Regions from separate parts of the Mus musculus genome. Here regions 2 and 3 are each linked to region 1. A link is a contact called in public HiChIP or PLAC-seq and promoter capture Hi-C data. All regions are on one chromosome and are shown on one strand. The core of a region is the stretch at or near the end of the contact, and the rest is flanking DNA. Distances in the headings are between cores, read along the strand shown. Region 1 holds the start of Alk (anaplastic lymphoma kinase). Region 2 holds the start of Ehd3 (EH-domain containing 3). Region 3 holds the start of Trmt61b (tRNA methyltransferase 61B).

Region 1 (4,094 bases), core at 1,044-3,543:
CGGTTTTTCTCATTCATTTACATTGCATATTTAATTCATTCACAAGTCCTTCCCCTCACGGTCTTCTGAGAGACACACTCATTCAAAACCACCTGGCTTGCCATTCAAAAGACACTACTGCAGAGTTAGAAGTAAATGCTTGCACATACAGCCCCTAATGCGGTGAATTTTGGAAGAAATGGGGGAAGTAAATGAAACAGAAACCTCACTCCAGGAGCCTCCAGCAATGAGAGCCTGCCAGAGCTCTCATCCAGAGCAGCTGCTACACACATGCAAGCTAAGACTCCCAGGGCAAACAAAGGGGGAGGCAGGAAAGGCAACTGTCTTGCTTCTCCCCCCGAAGCAAAGTAACCTCAACAGTTTTCATCCCATTCCCTACAACTCTCCTGCCCCTGTTCCTTAGTTCCTCTGGGACTTTCCTGGGACATCTGAGAACATCGAGAGTCTGAGTGTGTAAACAGTCTGGAGGTGGGAGTCCAATGTGGCAGAATGAATAATTAAGGAAAAGAGAACCTCTGGGTTAGCCAGCACTGGAGAGGAGGGACAGGGACAGGCAGTTGGCTGAGACTCAGTATTAAGGGGAATTCTCTATTCTCTGGGAAATTCGACCACATTCTCCAAATAGGTGGTCGTCTAGAAGAGAAACAAGAGTCAAGAAAAAAAGAGCAATAGTGTGAGGTCCCGTAACTTGGAACTCGGGCGTTATAGGGACGTTTCAGCCATTCTCAGAGCTCAGGAAGGAGGGCATCCAATTATGATCCAGTGGGATCGTGTGTAAGTCAGTGGAAGGCATTCTGCCAACACTGGAAAACTTTTCTCCCAACTTGGTTGCTAGAGAGAGAGAGAGAAGGTTCTATTGGGAAGTTACTATGTTTAAGCACATAAAAAGAAACCACGGGTCTAAGTTCAAGTACGATGAAAAGGGGGCTAGAAGAATAAGAGTTAGTTAGCAGTGTCTACATGTCGTATAACTAAAAATGCAAATCCCAACACACTCTAGTGGGAGCTGCTCACCCGTCCCGAAGATCTGGAAGAGAAGGCGGGGCTGGGAGGCTCGGATCGCACTGGATAGCCTTCCCTCCCTGCCCACTTCCGATGCCTTCTTCTCAGGCATCAGGCGGATCCTCAGCCTCCCTTCGCCGTGGAGAATCCACCAGCTGAACAGCTCGCTGAGGTTGAACTGGAGTATCCCCACAGCCGCTACCTCCTCTGGGGGACCAATACAGCCTTCAAGAATCGTCTCCTCGCCCAGCTCCAGCACCAGCTGTTTGGCACGCCTGAGCTTGCGCACCGAGCCTCCCTTCAGCACCCTGGACAGCGTCGGACCCGCCTCGGGACTAGGAGAACTGGCTCCATCTGCCCAGGAGATTCCAGGCAGTGGCCCCAGCAGCCTGAGCAGAGGCTCACAATCCAGGGCCAGTGATCCCCGCGCCTCCAGCCCGCCAGCCTCGGGCTCCGAGGGGGACCGTGGCTGCGGTAGCAGCAGGTCTCGGGCATAGACGCGGAAGAGCGAGGGTACAACGAAGTCCACTGCCAGACTCTTCCTCTGCAGGCGCGAATAACTGAGCGGCTCCCGGGGCTGCAGAGGAGGCCCTGAGGCTGGGGAACCCGCGCGCTGATCGGTTGCAGCTCCGGAGTACGAGGCTGCTGCCAAAAGCAGTGGAGGCAGCAGCCACAGGAACCCAGCAGCTCCCATCCCGCTGGAGGGCGAGTTTACACTAGTCTCCCTTCCCTTGCTGGTCCAGCCTCGCCCTTCACTCTCCCCCAAACAGGAAAGGGCTCCAAATAGTCCTTGGTCCTGAATGGCTCCTTCCACTAGATCTCAGGGACTGTGTGTACACTATAGAGCGCCCTTGCTTTTCCCAAGCTACAAGGAGGCGAGAAGGGTTCTCAGCAAAACGGAAGACAAAGTCAGGGGGTAGTTCGGAGACAGTGAGACACCCTGGGCTCAACAGCTGGATCCTGCGCCTCTCGCCGTGCTGCGCCCCATTTGTAGAGGCCTTTGCTCAGGGACCAGGGAGGTGGCAATTAGGTACCGTTCAAGGAGCCCTCGGCGACCAGAGCTCTCCTCTTAGCTTCCAATCTTCTGCAACTTTCCAGGCTGTGAACCGTGGCTCCGAGTCGGTCACTGTCTTGCCCACGTCCTCCGCTCCTGTCACCTCCTCTGCGCTCCTTCCCAGGTCTAGGCAAGGACCACCGGAGGGGGCTGCTTTCTAGCGCCCCCTCAAGTGACCTCCGCTGCAGGAAGTCTTCGGATCGATCACCCTGCCCGCTGAACTTCTGGGCGTGAACACGAGCTCTGCGTTGCGGAGAGGAGGCTCCCGCTGCCTCCACGCGCGCAAGTTTGCAGCGTCCTTGCCGTCACCGACGTCTTGGTTCCTCGGAGTTCACTCCCAAGCACCCGGGCGGCCCTGGCCGCTGGCGACTAGTGAAAACATTCCGGGCAGAGGAGCCCGCAATGTAGCCAGCCCCCTCCTCACCTACCAGCAGCGCCCGCGGTTTTGTTGACTGGCCAGGGGGCGAACGGAAAACGTCTTACTGCCCCCCCGAGAACCGCTGGACAGAAGCAGCGGGAGGTGCCAGTTGCCACCGCTGCTGCCGCCCCCAGAGCCGCTGGATCGCATCTGCCTGGGCGCCCGCCACTTGCAGCTGGCAGTGCCGCGAGCGCGCGCCGAAGGGGGGCGGGGCCTCCGCGAGGGGCGGGGCTCTAGAGCGAACTCAGCGCAGCCGCCCAGCCCACGCAGCCGGCCCCGCCCCCTTCCAAGCCCGCCGGCCAATGCCGCTGCGAGATCTGCTCCTATGCAAATCTGCAGAGGCCTCAGTATTCATTGAGAAAAGCACCAAGCCCGCCCCGCCTCCCGCTGCTGGTGCCTGTTCCTTCCTCCAGATTGCCTGCCCTATTTCTCCGCTGTGCGAACAAGAGAGTATTTTGGATAAATGGGAAAACTGGAAGCGATCGTTGCAACCAAACACTCTGTCTAATTATACATTTAACAGATTAAATGTGTCCGACTTCAGAGGAGCAGGTTCCGGAATAAATCTGGAGGCAAAGAAAAACCAGAAGGAGGCAGGGGTAGCGAGGCCCTGCAAGATTCAAGAGCCTTGGAGCCTTGAAAGGGAACCTTCTCCAACACTCCTGTTATTTGAAAGCATTCCTGAGAGCCTGAGTTGTTCTTCTTCGGCTTTAGCCGCAACAAATGCTGTCAGACCTGTCAGCCACTTGGTTTTCTCATAATGGTGTCTGCACAGGTTTCCAGACAGAAACTGGGGATGAAACTCAGAGCCTTCTATAAGACAAGCGAACGCTCTGCCGCTGAGCAACCACCCCACCACGACACTATTTGTTTATTCACTTTTTTTATTTTGGCCTTTTTTGAAATACGACCTCGTTTTTGTAGCCCAGGCTGGGCTTGAACTCACTACACTGCCTAGACTGACTAGGAACTCTTGGAAATCCTGTTCCGGCTTTTCAAGTGCTGGGATTTGGGATTACAAGCATAAACCACCACACATGAGACGGATATTTTTAATTCCAGTTCTGGATCATTTGCTCATGTGAGACTTCCAAGCCCACCCTCCAGTCCTCTTGACTGCTACTTTGCCCTAGCGGTCCATGAGTAGCAGGCCAGAGGCTATGGATATGACTCTGTGGAAGAAGGTTGTGTGGGGCGGTGGCACACACACTCAAGGCCTTCTATTTATTCACTTACTTAAAATGCCAGGTTCTCCCTCCAGTCTCCTTTTCTTTCAGATAATGGCTGTGTGTCACCAGAAGCCCAGATAAGGGTAAGTTTTAGTTCACACAAATTTCTCAGTCCCTTCTCTCCAAGGCTGACTGTCTCACTCATGCTAGCTCTCCCAGTGTCCCAGTACATTGTCCAGTGGACCCTCCCTCACCCAGCTCTAAGAGATGCAGTATCTTGCTCACTGCCCCACATGCGAGAACAGCCAAGTGGAGACCCTGCTCCTTTAAGGCCAGGGTCTTTCCCATAACTGTGCTGTCATGATGAGCAGTGAAACCCTAAAGACAAAACCAACCAATCAAACAAACAAACAACACTACTTCTCAGTGAACGTCTGGCTTTCAGCCGTAT
Region 2 (4,094 bases), core at 864-3,363, 1.2 Mb after region 1:
TCTCCATGCTAAAACCACATCATGTCACCCACTACAAAAGGCATCCACCTGGGCAGGTCCCATAATATTTGTTTGGTTATTTGTTTCCATCCCTTCCCGCCTCCTGCCTCCCCTCTCCTTCCCCCTTCTTCTAATCCCTCTTGTGGATGGAATATCAAAGCTGTTTGTACACCATAGTTCAATATACAGTTTAGCTCCACCTCATTAATTTTCATAGACAACTCCACCCGAGTCATGAGATGTCTGTGATATTGCCTCCTGGCTTCATACATTGGTGGTAATGTAAAACATGAGTCTGAATGGTTTCTCAGTGCGGACTACAGTGCTCAGAAGAAGATAGTTCACTCTTGGGTTCAACAAGAGTGTCAGGAAACCTGAACTAAGGAAATTTTATTCAGCACCATCTCTAATAGTCCCCACAGAAATCCCACAGTGTCAGCAAACCCCTCCTCTACCTGCCATGCCTACAGGTTTATTCCAAGGGCAACCCATCGTAGCTCAAACAGATCCTCTACCTACTCACTCTGCTCCCTTGCCAACTTCTCCAGTCATTGCATGAGCTTTGCAACTGTCTGGTTCCCAGAAGAAACTCTGAAACCACTCTAAGCTTTGGGTGACCATCCTTTCCTCCTTCACCGCTTATCAGACTGTCGATCCTACTGCCGGAGTCTCCTGACTCTAACCTCCTCTGCTCCCCCACTGCCGCTGTTCCCTGATGTTCTGCAGTTTCCCAGCCTCCACCCCTCCAGACGATGCTCCCAGACTCCCCAGCTCGACCTAGTCCATTAGCTCCTTATCTTGTTGGTGGAAGGGAGGGCAGTGGGAGCCCTCTGCCTTAGGAGAGAGGAAAGGCTTGCCACCTCACTGGTTAGAATCCTTCTAGAACTGTCATTGACTTTGTTCCTTGTTGCTGCCCCACCCTTTGCCACATCTGGCCAATGTCTCATCACTGTTCTTGGCATTGCTGGCAATGGCACGATCTTCCTCAGAGGGGCGCTACAATGTTGCTTCCTGAGATCTCAGCAACCCCTGTGCTTGGTGAGCATTTTGTTACATAGCAATTATTGGTAATGATATTCTTATGGGTTTCCCATTTCTTGTTTGGCTCCTATCTTGGTGTGCACATTCTTCCATGCCTGTTCCCATCATACATTTCACGATCTACCATTTTGGATGTAGCTCTGCCAAAATCTTTACACTGCTCTGGATTGTTTTTAAGAAGGCTTTTTATGTGACCTCAAATGCCTTCCAGTCTTCTCTCAGCTCATCCTTGAAGAGACATCTCACAGCCATGTTTCCTGTAATGCCTTCAAATTGACCACGAAAAAAGCAAAAGATGGTTCTGCTTGCTTGCTTGCTTTTTTTTTTATTCTTATTTTTATTTAATTTAATTTTTTTTTTTTTTTGAGACAGGGTTTCTCTGTGTAGCCCTGGCTATCCTGGAACTCGCTTTGTAGACCAGGCTGGCCTCAAACTCAGAAATTTGCCTGCCTCTTTTCGTGTCTGTTGTAATTCTACCCTGCTACATCTCCTAAAAGGCTCCTCAAAGACTCAGCTTTGTATGTAGTTGTGTCAAATTAGGTCGCTGCCCCTTAGCACTCCCTGCCTGTGTGTGTTTTGCTGGTTTTACCTACCGTATTGAGTGGGAGAGAGGGGGAGGAGAGAAAGAGGAAAGCCGTTTTTGTTTGTTGTTTGTTTTTCACTTCACCTCAGGCCTGGTGAAAAGATAAGTTACTGATTTTTTGGTTATTTTATGTCACTTGTCAGGGGCACCTTCTTTCCATGCCCCAAGGAAAATACAGTAGAATTTTCCCCAAATGGGTCCCAATATTAGTATCCCCAGGGAACTGACCTCAGTAACCAAAGGAACTGAGTCTCAAAACGGTAGAGTAGGTCAAGGCTGTCTTAGTCTCCGTCCTTGAGAGGGCGCTGCTCCCAAGTCAAATCCCCAGGGCTGGGAAAGAAATGCCTGCGCTTTCCCACAGGACTCTGGCAGCAGCTTTTTGCAGATAGAGTCCGCGCGGCCGCAGAGCGCCTGCCCATAGACATGGCGGCGCCCTCCTTGGCTTCGCGTCGCCCTGACCGTGGAGCTGGCCGGGTTTTGCCAGTTCTCGGGGACTTCCTGCACGTCTGGCATTTAAACGCGCGCCGGGGGCGGCGGGATGCTGCTGCGGATGCGGAGCTGTGTGAGCCGCTGCCTACCCGGCGCAGCCTGGGCTCCGCAGTAGCGGAGCTCGAGCATCCTTTAGTCATCTATCTGGGGAGACCTGGAACTCAGGCTTCGGCTTCCCGGCAGGTTTGTCTTTAATTTCCAAGGTTGCAGTTCTCTTGACACAATCCACAGCATCCTTCTCTCCAACCGGGCTGTGGATGAACCTGGGACTGGACTGAATCCAGCAGCTGGGGCAGCCCGGGCCATGGTGCGTCTGAGCCCCGAGCTCTGGTAAGGCAGTAGTGGCGGCGTTGTTCGAGCTAGGCGGGTGCCACTCCCGGGAGCTTCCTCCCAGCTGTCACAATGTTCAGTTGGCTGGGTAACGATGATCGCCGCAAGAAGGACCCTGAGGTCTTCCAGACGGTGAGCGATGGACTCAAAAAACTCTACAAGACCAAGCTGCTGCCTCTGGAAGAGTATTACCGCTTCCACGAGTTCCACTCGCCCGCCCTGGAAGATGCTGATTTCGACAACAAGCCCATGGTCCTGTTGGTGGGCCAGTACTCTACCGGCAAGACCACCTTCATCAGGTGAGCCTCATCTGGGTGCTGAGCCTTCCGGGTGACGTGGAAAGTCTTCCATTAAGGGCTCTGAAGAAATCCCTGTGGGAGGCCTCAAAAGTTGATCCTACTACCGAGTCCCCCATTGATTCCTATATGATGTCCCTCCTCAGTTCTTAGCCCTGGTCATTTTATTAAGAGTCATCCCTGTTGTCTGATCTGGGCACTGAAACTGAGGCACAGAAGGAACCAGACTCCTAATGAAGGTGGGGATACCGTAACCCTCCTTTTGACTAGAATCTCTTATCTCGTGAAGGGCTTGGGATTATCCCGGGGAGCCTTACCTTTGCAGCCGAGTTGTTCTCATGGTCGCGGGCCTGGGGATGGGGGTGAACTGGAGACCCTGGGGTCATTTATTCTTTTACCGTTTTTCCTTCTCTCTGACAGTGCTTTTAGGGCTGTCTCTTAGAGAAGCAGAATACTTTTAATAAGTTTCTTCTTTGAACTTAATAGTTCAATAATAATAATAATAATAATAATAATAATAATAATAATAATAATAATAAAGCAGCTTACAGAAGTAGAGGAGATACTAAGATGCCTCATCTGGCCCTTGACTTTGCAGGTGAGATAGCAGAGGTGATGGGAGGATACGTGATGGTTTAGAGCTGCACAAGATGGAAGCAGCCCTCGGTGCCTGTGAAAAATGTTAGCTACGTGCCTGTAACTTTAACAGGGAGTCTTCCATTCCGTTGAATGATAGATTTTGGGGGCTGCAAGCATTCAGAGAGAAAGTCAGAAAAATCCAATAGCTCTGAAGAACAGGCCTCTCTCAATCTTTACTGCATACAGACTGCAAAGCCAGGCTGCCCTTTTCAAAGGTTGAGGGGTACACATATTCCAAAGGTTGGAGGCTGCTTATGGCCCTTTGGGCTAAGAGGTCACACTCTTACAGGTGCCGTATCCTCCCAGAGTCAAGGGCACCCATCTGCAGAGGGCTTTAAAGCAGCAGTCCTCATATTTCTGGATTGGCATCATGATCTACAGAGCCACGTGCTTTGCTTGTCAAGGAGAGCAGCAGAGTTGACAACCTGGTGACTCATTTTTCAGTTTCTCGTGTCTCCCGCGCTAAGCTTCTGGGAGCCGTGTGTGTACCATGCTAACCTGTCCTGTCTGAGCAGAGCACCAAATCATTTGTCTTTGTGGAGTGGACAGTCTTGGGCTGTCAACTTGACCTGCAGCTTTGCAAGGTCAAATGATTTCTGAAGTGGGGACCTGGGGGTTGTGGCTTATTAACTCTAATATATTTTAAACATGAGACATAAATCCATTGTGGGTTTTTTTTTCACCTTGTTTTTAAAAATCTAAATCACTTTTCTTTT
Region 3 (4,094 bases), core at 1,103-3,602, 1.0 Mb before region 1:
TGGGATTTGATGTCCTCTTCTGATGTGCAGACATACATACAAGCACTTATACATAAAATATATAAGGAAACAAACTTTTATTTGCCAGAGTGTGATGTCACATGCCTTTAATCCCAGGAGGCAGAGGCAGATGGATCTAATAATTCGAGGCCAGCCTGGTCTACAGAGCAAGTTCCAGGACAGCCAGGTCTACACAGAGAAACCCTATCCAAAAGAAGAAGAAGAAAAAGAAGAAGGAGGAGGAGGAGGAAGAGGAGGGGAAGGAGGAAGAAGAGGAAGAGGAGGAGGAAGAGAGGAGGAAAGGAAACTATTAACTTTTAATTTAGAACTATAATATTAGGGAGTTTAGAACCTTGCTATGTAGACTAGGCTAACCCAAAATCACAATGCATTTCCCGCCTCTGCCTGCTATGTGCTTAAGGCATTCACCACAATAGCCTGCTAGTTGTCTAAAAGCTAAAGAGCCTAGACACTAGTTTCACTAGTGGTGAAACATCTGCATGGCTTTGCTGCCTTTTGTGGGGCTGGGGTAGAGTGTAATGGAACTCCATCCTTTAGGCAGATAGGACCTCTGTAATCTTGAAATCAGAGTAGCTGTGATTATTCAACTGAGACCCCCAAAAATCCCATGGATGGCCTATTCACCTTCCCTCCTTGAAGTGGGGCAGGGGGTGTGTGTTTTAGCCACCAACTCCTGCTCACCCACCCAAACCAGCCAACTTCCCCGCCTCCCCATGGCAGTTTCACATGGTCTTAGGGTGGCACAGCTTACAAGAGGTAGGTTTACTGGGTTTGGGACTCCAGGGCTGTGACTTTAGGAAGGAGTCATCCATGGTTGGATGGGGCTTTTCCAGACTCCTTGGCATGTCTACACAGCAGTACTGAACTCAATAATCACACTGGCTTTAACCCCAATAACCAAACAAACTGGACTTGGATGGAATGGTCTGTTGGTGTCCTAACTGAGGTGAATAGCCATTTATGTGCCGCTCCCTGAGGAAAGGAATGCAGGGCTTTTGGTGCAGTCTAGGCAAGCCTTCTACTACTAAGTTACATCCCTAACCCTAATACAAATATGTATGCGATAATGGATTTCCAGTAACATTCCTTATTAAGTATCATTATTAAAATACTGCCACAGGGCCTGCGAGATGGCTCAGCCAGTAGACACGAAGGCAAGCCTGGTAACCCGAATTTATTCCAGGATCCCAGGTGGCAGAAGAGACTCTGGGAGAGTTACCCTCTGACCTCCACACTGTTTGCAAGTTCTCATTCAGGGCCCACTCCCCAAATATTAAAAACAAAAAAATATGGTATTATTACAATGGTACTACAAAATGTACCCCCAAACAGTTCAACATCCTAAGATCAATACCCATACGCTTCAGAGCTGTGGGGAACAAACAGGTACGTCTCTGTTTAGCGAGTCCATACCATTCTGCTAGTAAACTGGCATAATCTTCATTTTAGATAAGGGAGTGGCAAATATCAAATGTAAATTCTGTTTCCTTCTAAAATTATCAGTACCTGAACATGTTTAAAAATCCAACATGCTGAAAAACTCCAAAGGTCGGTGATGAGAACATTCATCGGACTGTGGTAGTGCGCCGTCCGTCCTCGCCCTTCCTGGAACCCACACACACCTAATTCCCATGACAATACTTTTGGGATAGGTTCCGGCGTTCCCTCTTCCATCAATATACAGAGTCCTCCAAAGGTGGCCTCCGCAGAGAACTCTTACCGGGAAAACATGTCAGGATCTGGCCAGGATACTTGTCCTCGATCTCCCTGAACGCAATCGCTCCCCAGTTACTATTAAAGTGTCCGACGTTGCAGAGTAGGACTAATTTCTTTAATTGTGATTCTCTCTTTCCCGCCAGAGCTTTAATAAGCATCCCCGACTGAAAAGAGTCCTCTGGAAAGGGACCAGGAGGAGGCAGCGCGAAGCTCTCCGGGCTCGGTAGCCACTCGTGTCCAGCACGCGATCCTCGGAGTCATATCCTGTAGGGTCTCAGTGGCCCTGCTCTCCGCTCTGGTCCTCCGGATCTCGAGGGGGTAACTCCTCCCTCGAAGTTCCCAGCCCGAGCCTTTCCACATACTAGAGACAACCGGGTCCCGACGATCCGGACGCGGGCAGCACGGGAAGGGAACGACCGGTGCACGCGCTCTCCAACTCGCGTGTCCCCAGGCAAGGACCCGCAACCCCGGGAAATGAGCTCGCTCACGAGGCACCGACCCAAAGTCAAGCAGGAATGAATCGGCTCTGAGCTCTGATCGCCTCTCGGGCGCCTCAACCTCACAAGGAAGAACCACGTCGTCCTTAGAGAGCCTGACGTCCGGAGCAGGTGCTGTCGCACACGTGTGACGTAGCCACCGCCGTGCCCTTTGCCCGGTTTTGGGGTAGTGCAGGCTGTGGGCTCCCCCGCGTCGCCGACAGAGTGCGTCACCGCCTTGGCGTCCAGCACATGCGGTGGCCCGAGCTTAGGGCTCGTTGGCCTCCGGGCTAAAATCCTGGCTTTCCGCGAGTGGCAAAAGCACAGAGTTTACTTACTGCTCACCAATCTCCGCTAGCCGCCCAGGGACAGGAAGACCCGGGAAGACTAGACGTGGAACCTGGACAGTCTTAACCAGGTTTAAGTCACTAGTGGTGGTGGACAGGACCGTCACCCATCATCCCCAAGAGTCCAAAGTCATCTAGCCCAGAAAAATCGTTGGTCAGGCGTCATAGGACGCACTGCTTGCTGACCCGCACACCTTGCTCATAACTGGGAGGTCTATTTCGAATGGCTAGGGACTCTCTGGTCAGCCTCAGCCCGAGGTCTAGAGTGTTCACAAAGGTAGAGTAAGGTGGCAGTAGCCACCGGGGGTATAGCTCAGTGGTAGAGCATTTGACTGCAGATCAAGAGGTCCCTGGTTCAAATCCAGGTGCCCCCTTCCTATAATTTTGGTGGCACATTCCAGCACTTGGGAGGCAGAACCAACCTAATTTACATAGTGGGTTACAGGATAGCCAGAGACTATCCGATGGCTAAGCTACAAAATAAACAGGAAAAAAAAAAAAAAAAAAATCAACACAACTGTTTTAACCACCCCGCCTACCCAAATAAACACTTCTTTTCCTGTGCGCCACCACTGCCCAGCAATAAACACTTCCTAAAATTGAAGTTAGCCGGGTGTGGTGGCGCATGCCTTTAATCCCAGCACTCGGGAGGCAGAGGCAGGCGAATTTCTGAATTCGAAGCCAGCCTGGTCTACAGAGTGAGCTTCAGGTAGCCAGGGCTACACAGAGAAACCCTGTCTCAAAAAACAAATAAAATTTGTACAACAGCACATCTGTCTCAAAAAACCAAAAACAAACAAACAAAAAAACTGAAGTTACCTTTTGCACTCAAAGTTAAATATCATTAGCCTGCCTATAAGTTTATTGAGAATCAGACAGTACCATGCACATATATTGAAAATTTGCAATTCAGTTAGAAATCAGTATTTATGACCTACTATACAAAGAAGATTAAACGACGTCAGCAAGTCCCCTGACAAGGTAGCTGAGAAATGGGATGGTGGGATTTCTAACTAGGTTGACCACGTTCAGCAGCTCTTGTTGATGGTACCATACACCTTTCTAAAGACTAAGGAATGGTGGGGTGATAGCTGGGTGTGTAAAAAGTGCTTGCTTTGCAAGAACTGGGATCTGAGTTTGATTTCCAGAACTCATGTTTAAAAGGGGGACAGCAAGATGGCTCAGCAGATAAAGGTACGTGCCAAAGAGATTGATGACTAGATATCTATGGTAGGATTCCAGTGGAAAAGCAGACTTTCCTCTGATACCCACACATATTTTGTTGCATTCATTTCCCTCCCTCCACTATTTCTTTTAAGTCAGGGCATGATGGCGCATATTTACATACACAACTCTGATCCCAGGGAAGCAGAAACAGGCAGATCTCCCAGCACAGCCTCCATTTCAGGAGACTTTCTATTTTCCATTACTAACACTGTGGCGGGATTGTTTGGCCACAGTGTCTGTCTCCTAGGCTTCATTATGCTTTGGGGTTCGGAGAATAGATCTCTCTTATCCCAGATTGTATCCCTGA

What was found. Promoter capture Hi-C pulls out the DNA fragments that hold promoters and counts their contacts. HiChIP or PLAC-seq counts read pairs in DNA pulled down with a chosen protein or histone mark.
Region 2: a promoter capture Hi-C map of embryonic stem cells shows a contact between it and region 1, with 2.8 times the contacts expected there. The contact joins the promoter of Ehd3 here to the promoter of Alk in region 1.
Region 3: a contact with region 1 is called in an H3K4me3 HiChIP or PLAC-seq map of pro-B cells, with 8 times the contacts expected there. The contact joins the promoter of Trmt61b here to the promoter of Alk in region 1. A contact is called at or near these places in 2 of 484 Hi-C or Micro-C datasets (the G1E-ER4 cell line and LSK cells), 6 of 115 datasets of contacts at active chromatin or transcription factors (embryonic forebrain, embryonic hindbrain, embryonic limb bud and 3 more) and 1 of 9 other capture datasets (embryonic stem cells).

The regions. Positions count from the first base shown.
Region 1 is chr17:72,602,014-72,606,107 of GRCm38.p6, forward strand. Alk (anaplastic lymphoma kinase) reads right to left here and starts at 2,294. Exons shown (of 29, transcript NM_007439.2): 1 at 1,015-2,294. The coding sequence starts at 1,696.
Region 2 is chr17:73,802,728-73,806,821 of GRCm38.p6, forward strand. Ehd3 (EH-domain containing 3) reads left to right here and starts at 2,114. Exons shown (of 6, transcript NM_020578.3): 1 at 2,114-2,742. The coding sequence starts at 2,516.
Region 3 is chr17:71,596,409-71,600,502 of GRCm38.p6, forward strand. It overlaps Trmt61b (tRNA methyltransferase 61B), which reads right to left and starts at 2,353. Exons shown (of 6, transcript NR_027952.1): 1 at 1,528-2,353. It overlaps n-TCgca52 (a tRNA gene), which reads left to right and starts at 2,863; the gene lies at 2,863-2,934.